Regions from separate parts of the Mus musculus genome. Here region 1 is linked to region 2. A link is a contact called in public promoter capture Hi-C data. All regions are on one chromosome and are shown on one strand. Each heading gives the region's core, a stretch centred on a gene start, on an enhancer-like site or on the middle of the called end of the contact. The rest is flanking DNA. Distances are from core to core; before and after follow the strand shown.

Evidence for each region. Capture Hi-C pulls out chosen DNA fragments and counts their contacts.
Region 1: a contact with region 2 is called in a promoter capture Hi-C map of liver. The contact joins the promoter of Actn4 here to the promoter of Sycn in region 2. A contact is called at or near these places in 2 of 115 datasets of contacts at active chromatin or transcription factors (embryonic stem cells and pancreatic cancer cells) and 1 of 9 other capture datasets (liver).

The regions. Positions count from the first base shown.
Region 1 is chr7:28,957,887-28,964,092 of GRCm38.p6, reverse strand. It overlaps Actn4 (actinin alpha 4), which reads left to right and starts at 1,761. Exons shown (of 21, transcript NM_021895.3): 1 at 1,761-2,074. The coding sequence starts at 1,910.
Region 2 is chr7:28,538,572-28,544,258 of GRCm38.p6, reverse strand. It overlaps Sycn (syncollin), which reads right to left and starts at 3,374. Exons shown (of 2, transcript NM_026716.3): 1 at 2,955-3,374; 2 at 2,049-2,185. The coding sequence starts at 3,349. The coding sequence ends at 2,176. Nccrp1 (non-specific cytotoxic cell receptor protein 1 homolog (zebrafish)) reads left to right here. Exons shown (of 6, transcript NM_001081115.2): 6 at 1-663. The coding sequence ends at 127.

The DNA of each region.
Region 1 (6,206 bases), core at 512-3,011, 420 kb before region 2:
TTCGAGACAGGGTTTCTCTGTAGAGCCCTGGCTGTCCTGGAACTCACTCTGTAGACCAGGCTGGCCTCCAACTCATAAATTCATCTGCCTCTGCCTCCCAAGTGCTGGGATTCAAGGTGTGCACCACCATGCCCAGCTCAGGCCCTGTTTCAAACAAAACCAAACCAACAGCTCCAAATGCTTCAGTTGTTAAGGAGTTTGCAACCGAGCCGGTCAACCTGAGTCTGACCCCTAGGACCCCAGGTGGTAGAAGCACAGATGAGCTCTGACCAGCACACATGACATGGGCACCCCTGACCCACACAATAAATACATGTAAATTTCAAAGAAATCAAACCCAAAGGCTGGAGGCAGAAGAGTGGGGGTGGCAGGAAGAAGGCTTGGAATGGTGGCTGCTGGCTGCCTCTTTGTAAGAAGCCCTATAAGGGAGGATTAAGGTTTCCTGAGCAGCTGGAAGCAGGAAGTCACCTTTCAAGATGGAGATGGCCCCTCTGGTTATCAGATGGCCTTCAATGAGGCACTATTATTATTCCGTGTGTGTTTCTTTTCTCCTCTACCTACCCCCACTTCCCCCTCTGAGACTGGGTTTTTCTGGCTATCCTAGAACTCACTCTGTCTATCAGGCTGGCCTCAAACTCAGTGCTCTGCCTGCTTTTGCCTCCTGAGTGCTGGGATTAATACACCACCATGCCTGGTTTCCATAATTCTTATTGTTGCCCATCTCTCCTACAAAGTTAGTCGTTTGATAACTGACCTGGCTTACCATGCTGTCCGTAGTTGGAAAGTGGCTGCATGTAGTAGGTGCATAGTATTTGCTGCGAGAATGAAGATAGACAAGTCCAAAAGGACCCCTTGCCTTCCCTGCTAACTAGCTATCCCAGTCCAATCTAACTCGACGTATCTTTGAAAGAGTTTCTTTAAATATCTACCTTTTCCCTTTTCCCAGAAGACTTTACAAATCCAGCCCATTCTAGAGTTTCTTTTCTTTTCTTTTTTTAAGACAGGGTCCTCATGTAGCCCACACTAGATTCAAACTCGCTGTGTACTAAGTAAGTCTGGCCTTGAACCCTCCTGTCCACACCTCCAGTTGGGATCTAAGGTATGTGTCACCATGCCCAGTTATTTGTTTGCTTGTTTGTTTCGAGACAGGGTTTCTCTGTGGAGCCCTGGCTGTCTTGGAACTCACTCTGTAGACCAGGCTGGCCTCGAACTCAGAAATCCACCTGCTTCTGCCTCTAAGTGCTGGGATGAAAGGCGTGCGCCAACACTGTCCGGCCCACCATGCCCAGTTTTAAGCTCGATTATTTATTTAATTTAAGACTGGTCTTCCTGTGTAACCCAAGCTCCAACATGTTATCTGTCGTTCAGTCTCTGCGGCCTGAGAACAGAGATCCCACGTTCCATCGTGCAAGGTTTATAGTATATAGTTTCGAAAGGGTGGGGACTTTTCCTGACTTCTTTAATGCCAAGGCAGAAAACACGGTCTCACACATAGCAGGCAGCCAAATAAATCTTGATTATGTCTGAATGGCTGAATGGGAACACATTCCACCCCGAAACAGGTTAAAGCCGGATGAGGAGCCCCGCCTTATGAATCATTCATGACTTGGGCCCCGCCCACACGGGGTGACGCGCGCGTTCCCGCTAGAAGCGCCTGGGCTCCCACGCTGGGCGGGCAGCCGGAGGTGCGTTCTGCGCCGGCGCCGAGAGCCCGGGGCCTCCTCAGGTGCGCGCGCGCGGGAGGGCGGCGGCGGCAGCGCAGTGCGCAGGCGCGGCAAGTGAACTGCGCAGGCGTCAGTCTTGGGCGGGCTGAAAGCAGCTGAAGCGGCGGCCGAGTCGGAGCCTCCGGCACAGGGGCGGGAGCTGAGGCGGTAGCGGACCGGCTGGCGGGCTAGCGAAAGGCGGCGGAATGGTGGACTACCACGCAGCGAACCAGGCGTACCAGTACGGCCCGAACAGCGGCGGCGGCAATGGCGCGGGTGGCGGCGGAAGCATGGGCGACTACATGGCCCAGGAGGATGACTGGGACCGGGACCTGCTGTTGGACCCGGCCTGGGAGAAGCAGCAGCGCAAGGTGCGCGGCCCGTGACCCGGGCTGGGTGGCGTCCTGCGCGTGGCGGGGAGGCCTGGAGGAGGGTCCTGGGAGACAATTGGCGGGTTCGGGAACGGGTTTGCAGTCCCGGAGAGGGATTACAGAGCTTAAGGAAGCAATTGGGAATCTGGAGGGGGAGGGGGGAAGTGGCGGCCAGGTAGGAGACACGGGGAACTGGGACAAACGAGATGATGATTCGGGAGGTTGCAATGGAACTAGGTTTTAAGGCGAGATTGTTGGATCAGAGGAAGCATTGATGGGGCCCAGGCAAGCAATGGGGTCCAGGAAGGGAATTGGTGAGCCTGGATAGTATTTGGTTTGGGAATCCTAGTATGGAGGAGATAGTCTGGAGTGCAGAGAGTCTGAAGAAGAGATTGGAATTGCAGGAAGCCTTAGTGTGTGTGTGTGTGTGTGTGTGTGTGTGTTGGGGGGTGGTTCTAGAAGAGATGAAGAATCAGGAAAGGTAAAAAGGGGGCACTAAGGAGAGGATTGTGGAATCCTGAGACAGGGAGGGGGGCCTGCATGGGCTAGGGTGTGTGGTGAGTAGGTGTTAAGATGGTCTGATGGGACTAGGGGTCTGAGAAGGTAGGTGTTCAGGACAGAAGTTAGGGGCCTAGGAACAAAAAAGATGTTTGTGTGAGGAGGGTGAGATTTATTGAGGGCGCCTTGCTGTAAAAAGAAAAGGATAGGGGCGTAATTAGAATTGATGGGGAGACCCAAAAGAGTGTGGGTGCTTTGAAGAAGGGAGAGGTAGTGAAACAGTTAAGGTTCCAGGTTCACGGGGAAATAGTTCAACAGTGAGAATAGTGGAAGACAGTAGGAGCAGGGATGGAGGATAATGGGAGGGGGTTAGTTTGGGAAAATGGAAGTCTGATTAGGAATGCCTGATTAAAAGACTTGGGGGTTCATTGAGTGAGGAAGAAATGAGTGTTCTGGGAGAGTAGTGTCTTTTGATGGGGAGGGTAGGTGAAGGGGTATTAAAATAGTATTTCCTGATGGTATTTAGGAGTGTGGGGGCGATGCTAAAGGGAAGCCACAGTATGGAGTGGAGGTCAGAGTAGGAGGCCAGGAGTGGAGATGTGTTGGGTGGTTGAGAGGGAAGCTAGGAGTGATGGGAGAGAGGGTGTGAGTGTATGCAGAAAGAGCTAAAGAAGGGTGTGTTGAGTGGGTGAGAATGTGGGGGATGGTTCGCAAGAGTGTGAGGAGAGTGGGAAATTAAAATTGAAGTTAGAAGCTACTTCATGCTTTCTAGAGGTTGAGACTTTTTTGTAACTTACTGATGGGCACTGTGACTTCAGGACAAGACCCTTGCTCTCAGGGCGATCAGGAATGTGCTTTTGGTGACTCTGCAGACGGGATGTGCGTGGAGTTGGGACTTTGGGAGTTGGGAGCGGGGCCCTGAGGGTGTGGGAGAGAGCCGGTTTGATGACATTTACCAGATGCCCCCCCCCGGGGGGGGGCAGGGAAGTTGCTATATGGCTGGGTCCAGTCACCCAGTCTGGAGGGTCAATGGTGGGAGAAGCTGCAGTGCCTGGAAAGCCTGAGGTGGGACCTGGTGTAACTGTGGCCCAGTCGGACTGTCAGCTTGTATGCTGTCTGCAGTCACTAGGGGGGTGGAAGTCTGCAGTGTGTAAAATAGCTGAGGAGTGGTAGCTGGGGAATGAGTGCATTTTGAAAGGCAGGGGAGATCTAGTCTGGATCTCAACAATTATTTATTGCCTGAGGCCTTGAGAGGAAAAGGTTGAAAGTTGCCAAAAGACTTGGAAAGTTGGAAGGAAACGGGTCACAGCGTCCGCTTTGAGAATGTCTTGGATCTTTCTTTTCTAATGTTTAGGGAACTGTGCAGTGCCCCCCCCCCCCCCTTTCCTTAGATAACTGGAGTAGGGGTCATCCTCCTTTCACAAATACCAACCTCTGGTGCCTCCTTTTTTTTTAGCCCCTCTCTTTAGGGTGGTGAGGTTGGTGTGCATTCAGACCCTAGGCAGAACCAGGACTCACCAGAATCCCCATGGCTGCCTGTGTCACTTTCCCCTGCTCCTTCCTGGTTCCCTTCCTTCCCAGCCAGGAAAGGTTGAGAACAGGATGGCTCACAGTGTTCTCTAACGTTGCTTCAGCGGCTCTGAAAAGGCCCTGCTCTAGTATGCTTGCTTTATAACCTACTCCAGCAAATATTTACACTTAGCTGTTCTTTAGGAGAAAAGAATTGCTTCACCTCTCCACCCTGTCCTGCATAACTAAGCTCTCTGGTGCCGTGGGGTTAGGAGTTATGAAAGGAATATACCAGCCAGTGCTTTTTATCTCTCATACAAGAGCTCTCAGCCAAACCCCCAACAGGATCGCTAGGACTTTTCTGTTTTGTTTTATGACTGGGCCTTATCCCACGTACCAGAACAACTTCTGTAAATGTGAATGACAGGCCTTTCTTGCCTCTCCAAGGCATATAGATAACTCCCACCACAGGGACAGTGATAGTCTCGTATGTACCTGTTCACACATTCAAATTCTGTGGCCAGAACAGCTGAAGCAGGGGCTGGCTCAAGTCAAGAGTCTGTCTCTTACCTGAAAGCCCTTCACTCTGAATTCTAGGCACCCCTATACCCAAGACATTATCCATAAGGAAGTTATGCAGCAGGTGTTTCACAGGGCAGCCTTGAACATTTGTGGGAGGACAGGGGACTGAGCTAGTTTTCAAAAATTATTATTGTGTCGTTTTAGTCTGGGTTTATGTTCAGGTTTTCCAGAGTCCTGGGCTCAGGTGATCCATGTGCCTCAGCCTCCCCGAGTACTACATGGAACTACAGGCCTATAAAAAATTCTTGAGCAATTGAGTCCTAGTTCTCTTCCCTAGTTTGTCCCATCCAAGTGCTAACCAATCAGACCTAACCCTTAGGATAGTGTGACTGAAGAGTACTTTCCTAAAGTGACTTCTGTAACATCTCTTGTGGAAGGGTGAGAGTTGTCCCCAAAGATCTCACAGCAAGAGGAAATGCCTTGTTCTGAGCTTGAGTGTTCATTAGCACGCCATTGTTTGCAGACCTGAGTTTAGACCCTGACCTTTGGCTCAGGCAGTATTAAATGTGAGTTAATTATTTGAAAGCTCTGATAGTGTTTTGATTTTCTGTAAGCCATTCCTCCCCCCACCCCCATTTTTCTTTTCTCCTTTTTTTCTTCCCCTCCTCCACCCCCATTTTTCTTTTGGACTGATGATGAAGGCCCCAAAGTAGCCATCTGGTATTTTGCTCCATTACTCTAATTGCTCCCCTCTAAGGAGCTGGCTAAGACTAACAGCTCCTTAGCAGCTTTCAAAATTAAATAACATACTTACAAAAAAAAAAAAAAAAAAAAAGTAGCCAAACTGGGTTGTCCTCTGGAAACAAGATAAGTATGTGAGTTGGGTGAGTATATACTGTGTGTGTGCTCTCTTGGGAGAAGAGAGGAGGAAACACCTCAGCTGCCAGTATCCTGTTCCTCCCACCCTCCTGGAAAATGTGTGGTGTTCTCCTGGAAGACCAGGACTCAAGATCTTGAGTCAGACAAATCTCAAGTTCAGGGCCTGCCAGCATGAGCAAATATGGGGAGACCTTTATTTCAAAAAGCAAGAAAAAGAAGTGAAAAGTTGCTGGGAGGATAAGGTTTCCTCACACTTGAGAGCTGTGATCTGGCTGTGGCCCTGGAGTAGTATCTACCACCTCACCTAATCCTAGGCAGTCCCGGGTATGTGTTGGGGGTGGAGGGTTGCCTTTTACCTTTTAAAATGTCCTCTTTGGTTCCAGCTTCTGAGACCAACTGGGTGACTTTTTTTTTTTTTTTTTTTTTTTTGGCAGCAGGAACTGACTCATCCTCTAGTTGAATGAAAGTCATGCTAAAAGTTTTCATTTAATGACAGCCAATTGCTTGGCCTTGTGGGGAAAGTTGGGTGAAAGTGTTAGTGGGGGAAAAAACAAAAAAATGGATGACCCAGGATTTGGCTTGTAATTCCAGCATTTGGTATTCTGAGACAGGAGGATCACTGAGAATTAAAGGCCAGCCTGGGTTATTTAGTAAGACTCTAGCTAAGCATGGTGGCACACATTTGTAATATCAGCTCACTAGAGACAGAGTCAGGAGGATTATA
Region 2 (5,687 bases), core at 2,125-4,624:
CCGCCAGTACGGCCCCGGAGTGCGCTTTGTCTACTTCCAGCACAAGGCTAAGAACCGCATGGAGCCTGGGGGACTGCGGAGGACAAGGGTGACCGACTCTTCTGTGTCTGTGCAGCTCCGGGAGTGACCTCTGACCAGGCTCTCCCCAAGGCTAACGCGATCGATCCTTTGAAAGTCCCTGATGTTTGTCACCTCCGAGCCCTTGGCATTTCTATGATGCTCCCTGGCTTCTGCCTTTTGTGTGTGTGCTTAGCAACAGTCTGACCCCTCCTCACCCCCAACCAATCCTCCTTCTCACCTCCTTGATGCCTCCTTACCTTCGTCTGACCCCTCTTTTCCTCCCTGAGCCCCCCTCACCCCTCTGACTTTTCTTCACTTCTTAGAGCCCTTCTTCCCCCCCCCCCCCCATCCCTGCTCATCCTCGGACCTTTCCTCCCGCCACCCCCGTTTCCTTCACCCCTGGCCCCACCTTGCTCCCTTCTCTGCCCCCAGCTCCTTCCTATTTCTCCCTGCCCAGGCCTCTCAGATCCTGCTTGGTCCCTGGCTCTCCTTTGACATCTCTACGCCTCTATGAATGTGTGTCTCTGGGCAGGGCCACCCCTTGTAGACCAACTGATCGTCTCCGTGCTGGTGAATAAACTTTCAGAGAGTGGCTCTAAGAAACATGTGCTCAGAGGCTGGTTGTCTGCCTGCTCTATCTATGTTCATTAGAAGCCCCCTCAGTCCACATCTCACCCACTCAGCCAATCCTTGAACTCCGGGTACTTCTGTGACCTCTGGATCTTTTTCATTGACTGTGACCTCTGACCTCCTACCTCTTACCTCTTTTGTGCAGTGCAGGGAATTGAACTCAGGTTCTTTTGTGTATACTGGACAAGTTGTCTACCACTGAACTATATCCCCAGAGTTCTTTTTATTTATTGAAATTCTGTGACAAGGTCTAAGTGGCCCAGCCTGGCTTTTAATTTTCAATCTTCTGCCTCAGCCTTTTGAGGAGCTGAGGTTATATGTCTGCACCACTGGGCCTAGCCTGACCTCAGTTTTTCCTTCTACCTTGTGGGTCCTGGAGATCTACCTGAGGTTGTCAGGATTGGTTGCAAGTCCCTTTATGGGCTAATCCATCTCATAGGCCCCTGACAGTTGACCTGTTTATATCCCCCAGTGTGTGCCCTGAAGTATTCTCACATACCTGCTCTTCCTCATCCCTTAACTCTCAGAATCTCCCCAAATCCCAGTCCTGTCTCCAGTCTACCCTGGATTACATTCCTACAGAGCTCTACCCATCTCTCTGCCTAGGACATCCCAGACTCACTCGAACCAGACAGCCATTAAAAGCTCCCACGCCTGGGACAAAGGTGAAGCCGAGATCACAACCTGAACAGAAACATAAGTTTGAACTAAAGTGTCTTCCATATGTCAGGGAAGGGACATTAAATGTAATTAACAACCCAGTGTCAAGTCTTTAAGTCCCTCTACTAAGGAGGCTGAGTTAAAGGGATCTCAAGTTAAAAGATAACCCGGGCAACTTAGTTAAACCCTGTTCCAAAATAAAAAAGTAAAGAGAGGGATGTAGGTGTGGCTCAGTGGGAGAGCCCCTGCCTAGAATCCCCCAGTGAGGGATTGGGGGCGTGGCTCAGTGGTAGAGCCCCTGCCTAGAATCCCCCAGTGAGGGATTGGGGGCGTGGCTCAGTGGTAGAGTCCCTGCCTAGAATCCCCCAGTGAGGGGCTGGGGGCGTGGCTCAATGGTAGAGCCGCTGCCTCTTACCACATCATCCAATACACTGTGGTTCTACCCTGGCACAAGGTCCTAGAATGACCCTGACGTTATAGGCATTAATGTCGAGAAGTAATCAAGAAGTGTTTAAATATTTAGACAGCAGCCAGCAGTGCTCGCTCCTGCTCCCTGGATGTCTTTGTTCATCCCAACCCAAATTACAATCAAAGGCTGCGTCCCCAGTATGGTCTGACTCAGATCTGATCACTCTGCTGTCTCCTATTCTACCCACCCGTGGATGCTGGGTCTCAAACACACACAGATGTCACACAGGGTTGTAACTTTGAAAGGGCTGTATTACAGGGAAGCTATGAGAGCAGGTCGTGGGGTCATCTTGCCTCCTGGCTCTTGGAGCTACAGCAATTCCCAAGGCCAGGCTGGGTAGACAGAGCCTCAAGGCATCAATAGCACCTGTAACAGAAACATGAATTCCCAACAGGGGGTGTCCGGACAGAGATTGTCCCGTGTGGGAAGGTCTGAGGAGGGGTTCAAGGCTCCAGGTTGAGGAGCTTGGGGTCAGGCATTTTTTTTTTGAGGGATTCCGCTGAGCTGACTTGGGGTGTTGTTACAGTGAAACAGAGGATACCCGAGGTCTGTGGGTCTTGGGACGATTGCTGGACCTGGGGACCACTAGGAATGAGCCTGGGAGGTCTACAAATGGTTTCAGGATTTGGGGCTAATCTAAACAAAGTGGGTGGGGGTGGAGGGTTAGACCAGACTGACTCTTCAAGATTTGGGCCTGGGGTCTCGAGGCCTGAGAGGTTTTTAAGTCTCAGAGTTGGATCTAGGGGCTTTCGAATGTAATGAGGCAGGGCTGGCTTAGGGGTCTAAGGACCCCAGAGGAGCCAGTGACCCCCTCATTCTTAGGCCAGGAAACCTCATGCAAGTGCAGAATTAGGGCGGCGCTGAGTGGAAGGGTTTCTAGAATGGAGGCACAAGTTGGTTGGCATTGTTGACTTCCTGGTATGGGGAGCCTAGAGTTTGTCTAAGAGCCTAGGGGTGGTGGTGAGGGCCATAAGATAGAAGATGACAGGATTAGTCTAGGGGGTGCACTCAGAGATGGGACCTCCAGGAACAGTTTCTAAGGAGAAATCTACTTTTCTTAGTATGAATCTGGGGGTCTCTGGATTCTGTGGGAGCGAGCCTTGGGTTTGGGTGGTGGGATTGGGTAGGTACTCACTTGCAGTAGAGGGCAGAGATGGAGTCGGACCAGTCTCCAAAGATGCCTTTGCGGTACTCTTCCAGGCGAGGGTAAGAACCCGCGGTGAACTTGCGGGTCTTGCCATGCTTACCGGGGAGAGACCACACAGTGATCTCACAGCGCTGGCCCACTACCAGAGACGATGCAGTGTTAGACCAGCCCGAGGGCAGATAGGGCAGGTCAGTACCTGGCTCCACAGACAACACGGGCCCCTGGCAGCAGTTGTCATAGTATGGATCACTCTTCTCATAGAGTCTGGCGCACGTACGCGTCCCATCTGACTTCTTCAGGTCTGCGGGCACCGGGCAATTGCCATGGGCACCAGGGACAGCCACCAGGGCTAAAGCCAGCAGCAGTGGGCACAGCAGGGACATGGTGACAATGAACCATGAGAGGTCTGAGGTGCACTTATGACCCATGGGAAGAGAGAATATATGAGATAAAGACAAGGGAGGAATGAGGACACACCCCCTGTCCTTGGCGCTCACTGGAATGAGGACACGCCCCCTGTCCTTGGCACCAGAGACCTACCTGAGCAGTGTGGAAAACATCACACCACTGAATAGTAAATACAAGATGGGGATAAAACCCTAACGCCTTGGACTGGTTAAAGACAGTCTAGGGGTTGGAGATAAGGCTCAGAGTGTTTGCCTAGCACTCGTAAAACCTGGGATTTGATCCCTTGCCATTGTTTACAGAGTAGCTGTGGTGGGGGAAAGCAATGAGGAAGTAGAGGCAGGGGGATCAGGAGCTCAAGGTTATCTTTGGCTACAAAGCAAATAGGAGTCAAAGCCCTGGGGATGTATTTGGGATCCTGGGTGAATGGGGGATAGATAGATAGATAGATAGATAGATGATAGATAGATAGATAGATAGATAGATAGATAGATAGATAGATAGATAGATAGAAAGGAGATGATTCCGAGTTCATATCCTTGAAGAGGGCCATGATCCAGGAGACTCATCACTTTGGGCGTCTATGGGCACCTTACAATCACATGCACGCACACCCACAGAGACATGCATGTTCACACATAATTAAAAAATAAATTAAAGGTTTTAAATGGGAAAAGTCAGGACTGGAGAGATGGCTCAGCAGGGAAACCTGAGTTCTGAGCCCCAGCACCCATGGGAATGTGGCACTTATAACACCAGCACTGCAGGGGGCAGAGGCAGGAGGATGGCTGAGACTTGCTGACTGGCAGCCTAGCTCCAGGTTCAGTGAGAGACCTCGTCTCTTGACATTACTTTGTTGATGGATCAGAATAGATAGATCAGCCCTCCTGTGGCCTTTGTGTACACATGCACATTAATGCATATATCTCACACGTGTGTGCATATGCCACACACGGACACATGGACACATAAAAAGGGAAGAGAAAGATAAAAGGGAAAGGCTGAAAAAGTCGGCACAGACCTCAAATCCCAGCACTGAGGAACCTGAGGTAGGAGAAGAAGCTGTGGGCCAGCTTGGGCTACAGAGTGAGACTGTTTGTACAACTGAAAGGGCTGGGGATATTAACTTAACTAAATAAGTACTTGGTGAATTAAAAAGGGTTCCCAAAATCTAGATGTAGCTATGCTATACGGAGTGTTTACAAATGGACGAAGAGATGAGCTTCCTCTTCCCCACCCCTCCCTCCACCCAAAAGCACAGGCAGGGGAGAGGACAGGGGCGTGGCGTCCACCCTCTCCCTTACCTCAAGAGCTGGAGTTCTGTTTGTGTGTGGTTCTGGGTATAGAACCCACAGCCTCCAGCCACACCTGGAGGCTTTCTCCCCTCCTTCTCTCCTTCCTCCTCTTCCTCCTCCTCCTCCTTCTCCTCTTCCTCCTCCTTCTTTTTTTACCTTCTCCTCTTATTTTAGTTTTCTGAGGTAGGGTCTCAATATATAGCTGTGACCCGTCCAGCAGGTCCAGTTATTCGAGGGTCTCGAGGGGACCTTCTCCTAAGAACCAAATGGTGGGTAGAGAGAGACGAGGGTCTGGTGCGAATAACGACCCGGAAATGTTCTGAATTGCATCAAGACCCCACTGTATTGAGAAAGGCCCAAGGCTTAAATGCACAAGCAAAAGGGGAAGTGCCTTTCAGCAGGAAGGATGGGGCAATAGAATTGTACAAGGAAAAGGGGAAGTACAGGTACTTATCAGTGGGAGGGGTGGGGCAATAGAATTGCACATTCTTTAGGCAGTTACACCTGGAAGCAGGAACTTGGCGGTATCAGGGTGTGGTCAGGACATCTGCGATGATTTAGGGCTGGAACCTTCTGTGGTTGTTCTCAGAGCAGTGTGTCGGTGGCCCGCTTTTGACCCTCTTTTCTTCTGGGGTGGGGGGAGGGAGAGGCCCAATTTAGAGATCAGGACAATAGCGTTGCCTTAATAGCTCCCAACATAGCTGGCCTTAAACTTACAGCCATCCTCCTGTCTCAGCCTCCCTAGTGCTGCATTATAGACATGCACCCCACACAGTCTCTTCGCCTGGGAAATGGACAGTGCTTTTCTCCAATGCTGTTTGTTGGATTGTAATGGTGACAGTGGATGGCTGACAGTGTGTTTCGGTGCCTGGGATGGAAGTCAGTGATGGAGGATGAGCCTTGCATGTGTGAGGGACTCATCTCTAGCGCCACCATGTATGCAGAGGCAGGCGGGTTTCTGAGTTCGAGGCCAGCCTGGTCTACAGAGTGAGTTCCAGGACAGCCAGGGCTACACAGAGAA